3 separate regions of the Mus musculus genome follow, and regions 1 and 2 are each linked to region 3. A link is a contact called in public HiChIP or PLAC-seq data. All regions are on one chromosome and are shown on one strand. The core of a region is the stretch at or near the end of the contact, and the rest is flanking DNA. Distances in the headings are between cores, read along the strand shown. Region 1 overlaps Nhlrc2 (NHL repeat containing 2). Region 2 holds the start of Nhlrc2 (NHL repeat containing 2). Region 3 overlaps Gm32718 (a long non-coding RNA gene).

Region 1 (2,700 bases), core at 182-2,681, 170 kb after region 3:
TTATAACTGTAATTATTACTAAGGTAAATCATAATGAAAATATCTGTGTTTTCTGATGGTCTTAGGTGACCCCTATGAAGGGTCATTCAGTCTCAAAGGGATCACAGCCCACAGATTGAGAACTGCTGTTTCAGATGCGTGACTGTCATAAACCACTACACAGCTGCGTTCCACACCTGTGCCTGGACACCGGAGGTCTTGAACTTGCTAGACAGCTGTCCCTTTCTACAAATAAAGATGAGTGTAGTGGGCTGGGCGGTGATGGTGCACACTTTTAATTTCAGCACTCAGGAGGTAGAGGCAGGTGGATCTGAGCTTGACGCTAGTCTAGAGTACAGAGTGAATTCTAGGATAGCCAGAGCTACACAGAGAAATACTGCATAAAAAGCTAAAAGCAACCAAAGATAATTGTGATAGCTTGTAAGCTTGTACCTACTTCCTATTACTACATAACAACTTTGTGGTCTGTGACTGTGTTCTGGTCAGCTTTTGGTCAACTTGACACAAACTGGAGTCGTCTGAGAAGAGGGAACGTCAACAGAGAATGTGTCCATCAGACTGACCTGTGGACAAACTTGTGGTCACTGATGATTGACATGAAAGGGCCCCGCCCACTTTGGGTGGTACCACCCTGAACAAGTGGTCCTAGGTTTGTGAGACCGCAAATGGGCAAGCCAGTGTGCAGCTCCAGTGGCCTGGCTCAGTGCCTTCCGCAGGCACAGGACAGACTTTCAGTCACTTACTTATTCTACATATAGGCTCTTACTGGGCTGTTATCTAACAGATACAGCACAGGGCCGAGTACACTGAGTAAATGGAACCAGGCTCATTTCTTTAAGAGGTAGTCTAGTAGGAAGAAACAGTTATAATCAGGCATGAGCCAAGAGACAGAGAAGAGAGGAGCAAAGGGGAGTGCAGCCAGCCCCGCCTGAGGCTGAGGGAGGAGGGGGAGTCAGGAGAAGTACTGCTCCCCACACTCACGTGCCCGCCTGGTGCCAATGCTATCCTAACTCTTCACACAGCAATCCCCTAGGTGACACAAACACATACAATGATGGAAAATGACAGAGGTAAAGGGGCTCACTCACTCTCCTGTGCTTCCACAGTAAGGAGAGCTAGGACTGCCATGCAGCACTCTGAAGCACCTGAAGGAGTGACTGCAGACACAGGAACTGTGTTTATGTTGTGAAGGATTAAAGCCCCACCTAACATTTCTGGTTCTCTCTCTAGGCACTCAGAAGAATGGCTCCTCCCAGGCTCTTAGAAATTAGATGCAGCCACAGGCTTAACTAAGGCTGATGAAATACAAGTGGAAGTGACGTTATGTCACCTCTGAGCAGCAGCTTTGAGAACCAGCTAGTGACTCACCACCTCCTCCTCTCTATCTCTGCCAGAAGGGCTGGCAGAGCTCCTGACAGCAGCTGCCTCCTCGGCCTGGGGAGCAGACCAATGCTCCCCAGTGAAGCCACTCGAGAGAGCAAGAAGCCTGTTGGGCCATGTGGCTGAGTGTGCGCACCCTGGCACGGTGACCTGGGCAGGGAAGCTGGGGACTAAGGAGGACGGCTGTCCCAGGACACAGCCACTTACCTTTTCTTTGGCAGTGTGCCAGAGTCTAGGAGGAGTGCCCATATCTGATGAGTCCCTGCCATGGCTATCCACAGGATGTCATTTCTTTGGACCTCTGAACCTTTATGAAAATAAGTAGCATGTATTATATACATATCTGGTTACTATGATACTTTTTAGGAATTGAAATCCATAGATGATACTAGTTTTTATAAATCAGCTGTTTCAGAACACGGTTCCTCAGGGAAGATGTGTTACTAGAAACCTTCCACCTCACCTGCAACAGTTTCATGAGAACCCAAAGCTGTCATATTTTTTTTAATTAAATGCAGTACAGGGTGATAATTCAATACATGTTTACAATGTGCAATGACAAAATTAAATCAATTAGCATTTCCATTTCCTTAAACCAAATCCACACATTCTTAATAGCAGTATGTCAATCTGCATCTCTGGAAACAATGTTTTTAAACACCGATTAAAACATTTTTTATGTGACACAAAAATGGGCTGATATTCTCTAAGAAAACTCTGGCAATTTCCACAAAAGAAGTGATGCTTTTAAGAGCAGTGTGGAAGCATACTCCTGTAGTCCCAGAGGCTAAGAGGCAGATTTCAGAGGAGTGTGGTGGCCCATTCCTGTACTGCAGAGGCAGAGGGGCAGAGGGGCAGAGGGGCAGAGGGGCAGAGGGGCAGAGAGGCAGAGAGAGGCAGAGAGAGGCAGAGAGGCAGAGGCAGAGGCAGGAGAAGCCCAAGTTGGAAGCCTGTTAGACTACATAGCAAGTTCCAGGCCAGCCTGGGTTACAAAGTAGAGACCCTGTGTTAAAACAAAATAACAATAAAAAGAAGCTAAAGGAATGTGTCTTTTTATTACCAAAGGCATGGGATTTGATATTCAGACACAAAGTAGATCAGTCATTTGCAAATGCACTATCTAGTAGCCTCTAATACTTACGGGGTTGTGTCTGTAGGAGTGTGCACATGTGTGTGTGGAGGCTGGAGGTCAATGTTGTGTCTCCTTCAGTCAGGCTCTGCTTTATGTACTTACTAGACAGGTTCTCTGTGTACCTAGAGTTCACTGATCTGGCTGGACTGGCTGGCTACTGGGAAAGTCCAAGGATCCTCCATCTCAGC
Region 2 (2,700 bases), core at 160-2,659, 210 kb after region 3:
TATAACGAGGGGAACGGTAAGCCCCTCTCAAGGCGAGTGCAAAAGGGTCCGAAATATCCAAGACTGTTGTGGGATGAAGGAGGAACAGATAGATCCTTCCGGAAGATACCTGAACCCTACCACAGGTAACAAATTAACTATGCATGTGGTTTCAGTGTCACACGCCAGGACACATGCCAACACGGCAGGCTAAACAATGACACTCCCAACCAAAGAAGGTAAGGGAGCGTTTTGTTTAAACTGTACTACCGGGAGTATCGTTTCCCTATGTCCCAACAGTTCCCACTACTAGGATTCAAACCTGAGTACTAAGCTAAAATTGATTCCAGATTTTAAAGATCAATAGGTTCACCACTTTGAACGTGGAAACGCGGTTGGACTAGAAAACCATCAGATGCTATGCCTGTAGAATGTAGTCCAACTCTAGTGGTTATTAGACGGGCAGGTTTCCTAGCCTTCCCTGTGCCTCAGTTTCCTTAACTGTAAAACAAGACTAGTAAGAGGGTCTCGGTGGGTTGTACCAGGTAAGTAGGAGCTCTCAAGTGCTTCAAACCGTCTGTGGCACATTAAAAAGTGATCAATATACACCCATGGAGCCTTGAGGCTACTGACGTCAGGTCACGCAGGATTCCAGACAGAGATGCAAACACTGGTCCCCGCCCAGCAGAACCCCCTCCGTGTGTCGCTGCTCCCCTGGAGCACCTCGGGGGCTGTGGGAGGACCGCAGGGCACCGATCTGCTGGCGGGAGGGAGCCACCGAGGAAGGGGAGGACCCGGGAGCGGCCCCCACCCCGACGCCAGCCCCTCACCTTCCGGAAACTCGGGCACCGCTAGGTCCTGCTCCCAGCCGTCCACCTTCTGCAGATACTGGTAGACCAACTCATCCTTCTCTTGCTGGGTGACGGCGTCCAGCAGGGCGTACTCGAGCGAGGTCTGCGCGGGCAGCAGGCCCGAGAGGCTCGCGCCGCGCGCTCCGGGAGCCGCCATGTTGCGCGAGCTCCCGAGGGCTCCGGGGCCGAGGGCGCGGGTCGGACCAGCGTGCGCCGCCCTCTTGACTCAGAGCGGGGCCTGGCCAGCCCGGCCCTGCGCCACACACGCTTCCGCCTCCAATAAGCCTTCCTCCGGACGCCAAAGTCCAAAGGGCCGTGCTTCCCTGGCGCGTAATTAAACTCCAGAGTTGCCCACCCCGCCCCTTCCAGGTTCCGGGCCGCCGCGAAGCCTGGACGTTCAGAGCGCCAGATTCGACACGGGGAAGGCTGCTAGGGTCGCGCTCCAGAGGAGCTGGGAACCCATTGCCTTTGAAGCCCGGCAGGGAATTCCAAGACAAATAAAATTCAAATAACCATGTACACGTTTAAAAGAGCCGACTTAAGAAAAGCCTGCCCATTTGTGTGTCCCACTCTTAAACTGAGATCAGCCGATTCGGCACGGCAGTGACAGTGGGACAGCGTTCCCGCCAAGAAAGACTCGAAAGGTAAAGAAGGTAAAGCAACCCTCGGAGGAGACTCTTTTTTTTTTTTTTTTTTTTTTTTTTTTTTTTTTTAATGTAGGCAGTGAGGCCGGTGGTTTTGTGTTGACAACAACAAAAGTGTCCTGTGACTCTGGGTGTGCTGAAAGTGCGGGCGCGAATGGAATGTCCCGCGAGCTGGCGCAGAGAGGAGGCAGCTGCAGCGGGGTCCCCCTGCTGCCAGGCCAGGTGTGCCCACGAGGGACTACCGGGAGGAACGGGGCGAGCTGCACAAGGGCTCATTGGGATGTTGGCATTATTTAACCTGGGAATAATGTAGGGCTCCTTCATTGATCTTCCCCCCACCCCAGATCCAAAGGCAAAGAGCGGGAGCCTGTAGGAATTTTCTGGTACCTGACCTCTCTGGAGGTCTGCAGAAGTGGCTGATTGATTTCAGGGCAGACAGCCCCTATGGTGTGGAGTACAGTCTCACATGTTTGAACTTTGTTCACTGTGCAGGGTTTGATCCTAGGATGGAGGAAGAAATGGACTGACCCAGGAAGCTGAAACTGGTTGGACCCATGAGTCACGAATAAGGGCAGCTGTCGGTTGTAACCAACACCTCTTTGATTATGGTCTAGTCTATGGACTAGTCTCACACTAAGTAGACTAGGGACTGTGACTGGACTTGTAAATGGACACTTGTCCACATGAACGAGAGCCAGAATAGCTTTCTAACCATTATATGGAGACTGTTTTCAGTTAAAGTCATTGAGCCTGGTACTTACCGTCAGTGCTTGACATTCAAGACATTCTTGATTCTTATTTTTATAAATCAAGTTCTGAGAAGTTAAAAAAAAACCTGAATGAAATAGTGTCACAATGTAAAGAAAACCGTATAGATGTTACCCTGTAGTGAGTTCTCTTAATTTTATTATGGTATAAAATGGAACAGCAGGTGTTCACAGGTACTAAGTGGGTTGTGTGCCAATATCACCAAAGCTTTCAGTTCCAACCAAGTTAGTTGGCTTTTGGCTACTTTTTTTTTCCTATTAAAAACTTGTTACAAGAAATGGACTCTGAATTCACCAAAGACTGGTGCTGTACTCACAAAAATCATTTGGCCATGTTAGAAGACACGTTTTGGGAAGAAGAAATCTGGGAATATAAATCTAAAAGAAAGCCCAAACCCGTACATCCAAATAATTGTTCTGAAAATATTTCAGAATCTGTTGAAAAATCAACAGATGGAA
Region 3 (2,700 bases), core at 42-2,541:
TTAATTGGCAGCTGGAAGCAAGCTCTCATCCTTTTGGCTGGATGATGGGAGAACAAGTTATCCAGAACTGCAAGTCTCTCTCTGCCCAGGCACTGCTGGGTTTACAGGCGTACGAAGCCATGCTTGGGGTTTGATGTGTGATCTGGACACACAGACTCAGACCTTCATGCTTGCAGAGCAACCCCTCTGACCCAGTGGGCTGCCTCTCTTGCCCAAAGAATATTTTAGAAAGAGGACTTCAATGTGAGGTCGGTCGGACGGAACTCAGAAGAGGGTAGGAAGATGGTGGTTCTGGTCACTGTAGCTCAACTTTACTATTGATTTCTCAGAGGCTTATGTCAAAATGTCAGGAAGGAAGGAAGGAAGGCACAAAGCTCTCGACCTTGGTGTGACAGCTTCATCTTGAGTCAAATTAATTTCCTGTCTTACTGAGTAATCAAAAACCATAACACTGAAACCAGTGCTAAAAATACCACGGCAGCGACCGAAACACACAGAGTGCTTCTCTCCATCCATGTTCTTCCATGAGAGTAGTTAAGCCGTGAATCACTGAGAATTCCTGCAGTATGTCCTGCACAGCGTTCAACATTGATTACGAGCTTGAGGACAGGAGGCGAACTTCCGTTGTGTTCTCTCTCTCTCTCTCTCTCTCTCTCTCTCTCTCTCTGTCTCATCTCTCTGTCTCTGTCTCTCTCTGTCTCATCTCTCTGTCTCTGTCTCTCTCTGTCTCTCTCTCTGTCTCTCTGTCTCTGTCTGTCTCATCTCTCTGTCTCTGTCTCTCTCTCCCTGTCTCTCTGTCTCTCTCTGTCTCATCTCTCTGTCTCTGTCTCTGTCTCTCTCTGTCTCTGTCTCTGTCTCTCTCTCTCACACACACACACACACACACACACACACACACACACACACACACACTGTGGAGTTGATCAACACTGCCCTCCCCATCCTTCTAAGTTGCTCCTTGTAAAGAAGTTTCACCCTGAGTTATGGCAGAATTCTCAGCAGAATTCTCACCATGACAGTTCCCTCTGTGCCTTGAAATGCTTTGCATGGAGAGACGGATCCCCAGGGCTGCTTGTGGATAGGCGACTTCTCTCCAGGTCGCTGGTTTGCAGCTGGCCACAGAATGGCAAAGGTAATCTCACCTGGCCACCTTCTGGTGACCAGGGCTGCCAGAACTGTGGCTGTGGTGGGGAGGAGATGAGCAGTCCCATGAGCCATACCTCAGTGAACTTGAAATGCTAATTAAAGAAGCACTGGCCTGACCGTGATGCTATGTAGCAGGTTCCACCCAGTGACAATCATGAGAGGTGTGAGAACTCAGCCAGCGAGGCTCAGCTCACAGAGGGGCAAGCAAGATAGTCTGGATGAGTCAATTGGACCCTAGGTAAGCAGGGCCACACCCTTGCTGATGCATCCTGTGTGGGTCTCGGTCACTCCAGAGCTCTGCATCCGCCTTTACTGGCTCTCGCCTTTCTGCCTTGATTTCTTCACTGATCCAGTGAGTGAGCAGAGAACAGATCTGGAGGAAGAAGATGCGGGGCAGCAACAGCACATGTGGGTGGGGCTGGTAACTTCTTCGATAGCATGACTGCATGGTCCCAGGACTTGGTTACCCAACTGAGTGTGAACTGTGGGCTCAGTCACTGTAGACACGACACACCCACTTCTTCCTCGTGGCTAATGTGTGGTCTGTGACCAAGGCTGCTCTAGAGGGTGTGCTGTTGTTTTTAGTCAACAGGGAGATAGCCGCAGGAGTTGGAGGAAAGCATTTAAAATGTTGCACAAGGGTTCGGCACCGCTGCTGTATGCACACATCATTTCGTGTGCTTTGCCAGAGCATCGGTCGGCAGTAGGCTTGGGATTTGGAAAAATGTCATTTACCACGGAAAGACTGAGAATCACTCGACAGAGCGTTTAGGGCTTCCTGTGTGTGTGGGGGGGTGTGTGGGTGTCAGCGTGAGGGGTGTGGCCCTACAAGGAACTGGTAGTCCAGGCTTATGAACCACCAGCTGACTGATGGCTCCGTGGTTACAGGAGACCCTCCAGGGTATCTCTGTGCCAAGATGGACTCCAGGGGCATGGGAGCCATAGCCCGAGCCTCTTCTATGTCTACCAAAGCCTCTGGCAGAGAGCTGAGAGGAACAGCCACACAGCTGCCCTTGAGTGAAGCTATTCTTTGCACAACTGATAATTATAAGGAGAATGATGCCGGGCAGTATTTGGCTTTCGTAAGCGAGGGGTCACTTGTTATTTTCTGCCTCCTTGTGTGTGCATCCCCACACTGAGTGTGTATGGCTGTGTGCATGTGTACATGCATGTGTGTATGTGCGCGTACACGCACATGGACATGTGTGTGGTCTTTCTCAGTCACTGTCCATCTTATTATCGAGACAGGGTCTCTAACTGAACCTGGAGCTAGCTGGTGATCGAGTGAGGCTCCCCCACCCATCCCCACGCCCCCACCCCGATCTGCCTGTCTCCACTTCCTCAGAGCCTGGATTACAGGCAAGCTCCACTAGCTTCTAGCTTTTAAATGGATTCTGGGGATTTGAACTCAAATTCTCATACTTGTATGCTAAGCACTTTACAGAGAGAGCCATCTCCCAGCCTCTCCTTGCTCTTCCTACATCCATTCTGAAGGTAAACTTCTGGGCACCATAAACCAGGGATGGCTCTGTTTCCGCATTAAGCTAAATATAA

Evidence for each region. HiChIP or PLAC-seq counts read pairs in DNA pulled down with a chosen protein or histone mark.
Region 1: a contact with region 3 is called in a BATF HiChIP or PLAC-seq map of CD8 T cells, with 5 read pairs. The contact joins two enhancer-like sites. A contact is called at or near these places in 12 of 39 promoter capture datasets (the 3T3-L1 cell line, 3T3-L1-derived adipocytes, the HPC-7 cell line and 7 more), 2 of 484 Hi-C or Micro-C datasets (bone marrow-derived macrophages and embryonic fibroblasts) and 4 of 115 datasets of contacts at active chromatin or transcription factors (CD8 T cells, effector CD8 T cells, embryonic fibroblasts and 1 more).
Region 2: a BATF HiChIP or PLAC-seq map of CD8 T cells shows a contact between it and region 3, with 8 read pairs. The contact joins the promoter of Nhlrc2 here to the enhancer-like site in region 3. A contact is called at or near these places in 17 of 39 promoter capture datasets (the 3T3-L1 cell line, 3T3-L1-derived adipocytes, the C10 cell line and 10 more), 2 of 484 Hi-C or Micro-C datasets (bone marrow-derived macrophages and embryonic stem cells), 26 of 115 datasets of contacts at active chromatin or transcription factors (CD8 T cells, acute myeloid leukemia, bone marrow-derived macrophages and 16 more) and 3 of 9 other capture datasets (adipose tissue, liver and pancreatic islet).

What each region holds. Positions count from the first base shown.
Region 1 is chr19:56,587,157-56,589,856 of GRCm38.p6, reverse strand. It overlaps Nhlrc2 (NHL repeat containing 2), which reads right to left. Exons shown (of 11, transcript NM_025811.3): 6 at 1,588-1,687. Among named protein-coding and RNA genes, the nearest start is that of Nhlrc2, 40 kb to the right of the region's middle. Within about 2 kb of position 1,431, at least 172 of the 459 cell types and tissues checked have an H3K27ac peak or open chromatin away from gene starts, as enhancers often do. A contact at or near this core is called in CD8 T cells, where this site is marked.
Region 2 is chr19:56,546,970-56,549,669 of GRCm38.p6, reverse strand. It overlaps Nhlrc2 (NHL repeat containing 2), which reads right to left and starts at 1,409. Exons shown (of 11, transcript NM_025811.3): 1 at 810-1,409. The coding sequence starts at 987. Dclre1a (DNA cross-link repair 1A) reads left to right here and starts at 1,548. Exons shown (of 10, transcript NM_001360437.1): 1 at 1,548-1,696; 2 at 1,967-2,700. The coding sequence starts at 2,520.
Region 3 is chr19:56,755,527-56,758,226 of GRCm38.p6, reverse strand. Gm32718 (a long non-coding RNA gene) reads right to left here. Exons shown (of 7, transcript XR_001782687.1): 5 at 1,012-1,519. Among named protein-coding and RNA genes, the nearest start is that of Gm32718, 14 kb to the right of the region's middle. Within about 2 kb of position 1,291, at least 19 of the 459 cell types and tissues checked have an H3K27ac peak or open chromatin away from gene starts, as enhancers often do. A contact at or near this core is called in CD8 T cells and memory CD8 T cells, where this site is marked.